Linked DNA regions of Sus scrofa: region 2 is linked to region 1. Evidence: chromatin contacts called from public Hi-C data. All regions are on one chromosome and are shown on one strand. Each heading gives the region's core, a stretch centred on a gene start, on an enhancer-like site or on the middle of the called end of the contact. The rest is flanking DNA. Distances are from core to core; before and after follow the strand shown.

The links. Hi-C and Micro-C count contacts between places; a contact is called where the count stands out from the background.
Region 2: a Hi-C map of skeletal muscle shows a contact between it and region 1, with 1.8 times the contacts expected there. The contact joins two enhancer-like sites. A contact is called at or near these places in 1 of 5 promoter capture datasets (liver), 5 of 47 Hi-C or Micro-C datasets (epiblast stem cells, heart right ventricle, liver and 1 more) and 1 of 2 datasets of contacts at active chromatin or transcription factors (skeletal muscle).

Annotation. Positions count from the first base shown.
Region 1 is chr16:34,620,386-34,623,155 of Sscrofa11.1, forward strand. The region is part of intron 3 of PLPP1 (phospholipid phosphatase 1); the gene reads right to left. Among named protein-coding and RNA genes, the nearest start is that of PLPP1, 120 kb to the right of the region's middle. Within about 2 kb of position 1,371, at least 4 of the 83 cell types and tissues checked have an H3K27ac peak or open chromatin away from gene starts, as enhancers often do. A contact at or near this core is called in skeletal muscle, where this site is marked.
Region 2 is chr16:34,691,035-34,693,804 of Sscrofa11.1, forward strand. All of the region lies in intron 1 of PLPP1 (phospholipid phosphatase 1), which reads right to left. All of the region lies in intron 14 of SLC38A9 (sodium-coupled neutral amino acid transporter 9), which reads right to left. Among named protein-coding and RNA genes, the nearest start is that of PLPP1, 49 kb to the right of the region's middle. Within about 2 kb of position 1,382, at least 11 of the 83 cell types and tissues checked have an H3K27ac peak or open chromatin away from gene starts, as enhancers often do. A contact at or near this core is called in skeletal muscle, where this site is marked.

The DNA.
Region 1 (2,770 bases), core at 121-2,620:
AAATAAAATACAGCAAAAAATAATGTAAGTTCATCTTACATTCTTGAACCAGTCACAGATTGGGAAACTATGTCACCAGCAACAAAAACTGTCATACATTCCTTGAATTATTTTTATAATGACTTGATTTTATTTCCACTTAAAGTCCTACTGCACTATGTGAGGTTAGTTTTAACCAAGCCACTTTATATGTAAAAGTGATATGCCTATCTGAAATAAGCCACATATGACTATTTTATTTTATTCACTAATATTAATGCATCAAACACCACTGCAGTCACTAACATCAGTTAATCATATACTGAACCATCCTATAGCTATGAGATCATGAACCTTAAGGAGAAAAACCAGCAGGACCATGGAAGATGAAAAAAGAGGGAGAAAAAAGGAGGACACAATTGGTACATGTACAGAGTATTTTAAACTTTTGATGTAATGAACCATTTGCTGATTAAAAACAAATAATCATGTGTCTTTTGTTTGGGGAAGAATCCTGCAAAAAGCAGGAGTCTAGAAAGTAGGAAGTTGCTGAGAACCTTCAGATAAAGGAAAGTAGAACTCAGTGTGTCTTAAAAGTCAGATGATGGGAAGAAATGGTTCCAAATTCCCATCAGGGAAACTCCGTGACTCTAACAAGAGATGAGGAGAGAGTAGGTGTGACAAAGGTTACTGATAGAGCAAAACATAAATAGGTGTACTAAGGGAAGAGAAGTCACATGTTTTCTCCGGCATGAGAGAAAAATTCAAGACTCAGTGCAGAAAGACTCCAAATCACCAAGTCACCTTATCTAAGCCAGTTCAAAAGGAAACAAGGGCAAGTGGTAGATTAAACAAAGGACACACTGTGAGGTATTCCAATCTGGCAACTAATAATACCCAGCCTACCAACTCCCTTTTTAAAACACACTAAACAAGGAGACTACCTGCCAAAAGGTAAAAGATCTCAGAATAATACAGAAGGAAGAGACAGTTCTAAAGCACTTTCAAAGTTGTTTCTCTTTTTTAAGAGGCAGAATTGCTAGCTAGAGGCAAGATCAAGAGATTGTCTAGTTTAAGCCCTCCCCCAAAAGACAACATCAAGGCCAGGAAATCCTATTCGCATCTAGCTGTACACTCCACTTCCAACCCTAATGCAGATCATGAAATCACCACTAACCCTTGATTACCATGGTCAAGGAGGATGAGCCTCAAGACCAATAAAACTGTCAAACTTCCTCACCCAAACCCTTTTGATGTAATGGAGGAAGGAAGTATAAGTCCCAGGATTGCACCAATGCAAACTTTAGATCTGAGTTGAAGTAGACATTGCCAGTGGTGAGAGAAAAGGCAAACCTCCACACAGATGAAAATTATTAGAGTCAAACAGGAAGCTGGCCAGACGGGTCACTCTTGGTTCCTTTCAGACTAGACCAGATGATAGAGCTCATGTTACAGGACTAGCAGGTGCCACAAAATTTCACTTAGAGAAATCTTTCTACACAATGGACAAAAGCAGAAAGTCCCATTTCTTTCAGTATCTCAAGTCCTTCTGCTATTAAGAGGAAACTATCAATTCCTAACACAACATTTAATGCTAATTTTATCCTATATTTACATTAGAAGGAGAAGAACTCTAAATATTTTTTAAAGTATAAAAACAATCTGTTTCAAATCCTTCACTAGCACAAACTGCTGAATGCATAGTAACAGGCCCTTCATTAGCCCCACCAATCTCTCTAGAACCATTATCTGCTACCAAACTTGTTAAAATTCCCAACACAAACCATGTTTCATGCTCTCTGTGCTTATTCATCCTTGTGTCTGAGATGGGCTTCCCACTTTTCTTTAATAATTACTACATAACAATTACTGTTTTCTCCAAAAAACACTTCTTGACCAGCTAGGCAGAAGTAACTGCCCTTTCTCCACAAAGGAAAGAGACCTACAGAACTCAATGAACACATCTATCTTAGCACCAACCTTCTTTATAAAAAAATCATCTGTAAGTACACTTTCTTCCTTCATTACATCAAAAGGGTAGGGATGAGGGAGTTCCCACTGTGGCTCAGCAGTAAGGAACACGACTAGGATCCATGAGGATGCAGGTTGGATCCCTGGCCTCGCTCAGTGGGTTAAGGATCTGGCATTGCCGTGAGCTGTAGTGTAGGTCACAGATGTAGCTCCCATTCAACCCCTAGCGTGGGGACTGCCAAGAGTTTGTAAACAGGAATTTCTAGTTTTTATTACATAAGATATACTCACTATAAAAATTCAGCAGGCACAGCTAAACAAAAGAAAAACTGCTGGTAAACTCCTATCCTCCCTAAGATTACTTTTTTTTTTTTTTTAAATGGCCATACCCACAGCATATGGATGTTCCTGGGCCAGGGACTGAATCTGAGTCATAGCTGTGACCCAGAATCTTTAACCCTTTTGGGGCAAGGTCAAAGTGTTATTAGTATACAAATACATGCAGCACCTAATGCATCTTCCCAACAAATGTGGCAAACATTTTAATAATGTGTGTAGAATGTCCAGAAACCTTTTTTACATTATGATCAAAGGCAATCAGATTAGTGGAACAAATGATATCCACAATGATGAAATGATAGATACATTTATTCTCTTGTGAATAAAAAATAATTTATGTTTTAAAAGCATTCTCAAAGAAAGACCTGTACTGATAACTGTAAGATGCTGATAAAAGAAATCAAAGATGACACAAACAGATGGAAAGACAAACCAAGCTCCTGGATTTTAAGAGTCAATATTATCAAAATGACTATATTCC
Region 2 (2,770 bases), core at 132-2,631, 71 kb after region 1:
TCTCTCCAACCATGAACATTCATTTGGGTACCTTGTCTATGAGCTGTGGGCATACTGCTCACCTAGAAGTAAAACAAGAAGCTCTGAGTGAGGAATCTGATTCCAGAAAGAAATAGGTCAGAAGTAATCAAAAACATCTCCCACAGTGATCTAGGCACTAAAAACTAAAATATGAACCAGTTTCCAATTTAAATGCTGTGTAAACTGAACCTAGAACTACACAAAATAATGTTCTGAAAGAAAAGTCACCAACACACAATATCAAATTTAAATAACAAATGGGGTCAGTGGTACCAAATTGGTTTATTAACTTAATAGTGATAATGATAATAACGACAGACCAGGGCTATGCTAAATACTTCACATACATTGTCTCATACATTATTTAATCTAATTTCACAGCACTATGAGGAAGGCACTATTATCATCATCTTTTTCCTCATTAGATGACTAAACTCATAGAGAATTAAAGCAACCGGCCCAATTTCGTACAGTTAATAGATAGAGCAAGAATTCCAACCCCATAAGAGTAGCTGACGCGAGAATATTGCCTATTCACTCATGTAACAAATATCTGAATGCCTACTATGTGCCACACAATTTCTAACTACTCACATTACAGTGTTTCCACCCAGGAGTATATAGATGGAGTCTAAGCCATCTACAGGAATTATTTCCAGAATTTAGCACTAACCAAAAGTAATGTTCCAAAAGCTTTACAGTATCTCTGCTAGAAAGTAAAAACAATGGTTTCAGGAGAAATTGTTTTGGAATACAGATAGACTTCATTAAAATACCTACTTCTCTCCCCTTACAGGTTCTTGGGGATGGAGATGATGACTCTGTCTCACCCACTCTTAGTAACCCAAGTGTTATAACATACCAGCTACTCAACTTACCACATAGTATTCTCATTGTTATGAGTCGGCCTTCCAAAGTAAGCAAGAAGCTATTTGAGATCCATGGAATTTGTTTTATTGTTTCACCCATTTTTGTATCCCCAGTACTAGAGTTTACAATGAGGCTAATACCTCACAGAGTTTTGTGATGATTTCATGAGTTTATGTAAAATATTTACCAACGGTGCATTTACGCATTCAATAAAGAATGACTTTCCTCTCTTCTCAGTCACCTAAGCTGCCAACCCATCCCTCTTACTGCTGACGTAAATCAACCAAAAGGCAAGGCAAAACCTGGCTGAACAAGCTGCCAATTAACTCAAGAGCTCATCCGCTACACATTTCCTATATGTCATTTTCCTGGGCACCCCACCCTAAAAAAGACTTAGGAAACATTTCCAAACAGTGACAACTGAGAACTAAACCATGAGGTTCTAACTATATCTGCTGGAATGAGTTACCAAAGGTGACTGTGAACTCTATACACATGACTCATGAGAAATGCCATAAAGAACAAAGGTCTTCTTTCCTGCGTAGTAATGCCTACAACAACAATGCTATTTGAAGAAAAAGCTGTGTGCATGTTACTGAACAGGGCAAATCAGTTACATCTCCCACTCTGATATACTCTCTTAGCACACTCTTAGTAGTTATTAGGAGTTTGACATATGAAAAATTAAAGTACCTCCTCTGAACAGCAGACAAATGCTCAAAATATGATAAGCAGAAACTAACTCTGAAGCAAAATCATATAGAATAAAAATAGTCGTAAAACATCCATGCCACCTGAAATAATCATTGCTCCTCATTTCTCAAGTCTGTACCAATCAATCTGAATTCAAAGGTATAACCCTGTGATCCCTGGTTGGGGAACTTCAACATGCCACAAGCATGGCCAAAAATTTGTTAAAATAATAATAATCCTGGAGTTCCCTGCTGGCTCAGTGAGTTAAGAATTGTGTTGTTACAGCTGTGGCTTGGGTCACTGCTGTAGCACAGGTTCAATCCCTGGCTGGGAAGCCTCCACATGCCAAAAAATAAAGTTATAATCCTTAAAATGGATTTCCCAATTCCTAACCATACCACTTCTTAGCTGGGTTCCACTGAGAGTTCCCCAACTACTCCAGGCCTCAGTTCCATCATCTATAAAATGGAGATGACCAAGCTATCCTCCCTGAGCAGGTTGCTGAGAGGGCTCATGGACACACAGAGCCTAGTGAGCGCTAAATAACTGTCAGTTATTATTGTTATCCACTCTGACATTTAGAAATAAGTTGCAGAATTCACTATTAAAAACACCACGATACATATTATATTCCACACACACTAGTCTCTTTTCTGTTACAAAATGCCCTTTGCCTCTTTGGCCCTTAATATCTGCTCTTCCCTATGCCTGGAATCAACTTCTTCAGCTCTCCCATGACCAACTTACTTTCATCCTTAGATCTGAATCCAAATATCCCCTTCTCAGAGAAGCCTTCCTTGAGACTGCCACCCCCCAACATCTCACTTTCTTCTAACCTTATTTTCATTCTTCCATGGAATTCACAAACATCTGTTACTGTCTCATGTATCAGCTTACCTTTTTCAGTGATAGCTTACCTTTTTCAGTGATATTTACAGCTCCTACCATTGTACTAAGCATGTAATAGCTAATATAAAAATAAATGAAAGATGTTGCAAAGTCAAATATTTTAAAAACTTACCGTGTTAAACACAACATTAAAAAGTCATTATCAGGGAGTTCCCATTGTGGCCCAGTGGAAACAAATTCAACTAGGAACCATGAGGTGGCAGGTTCGATCCTTGGCCTCGATCAGTGGGTTAAGGATCTGGCATTGCTGTGAGCTGTGGTATGGGTTGCAGATGCG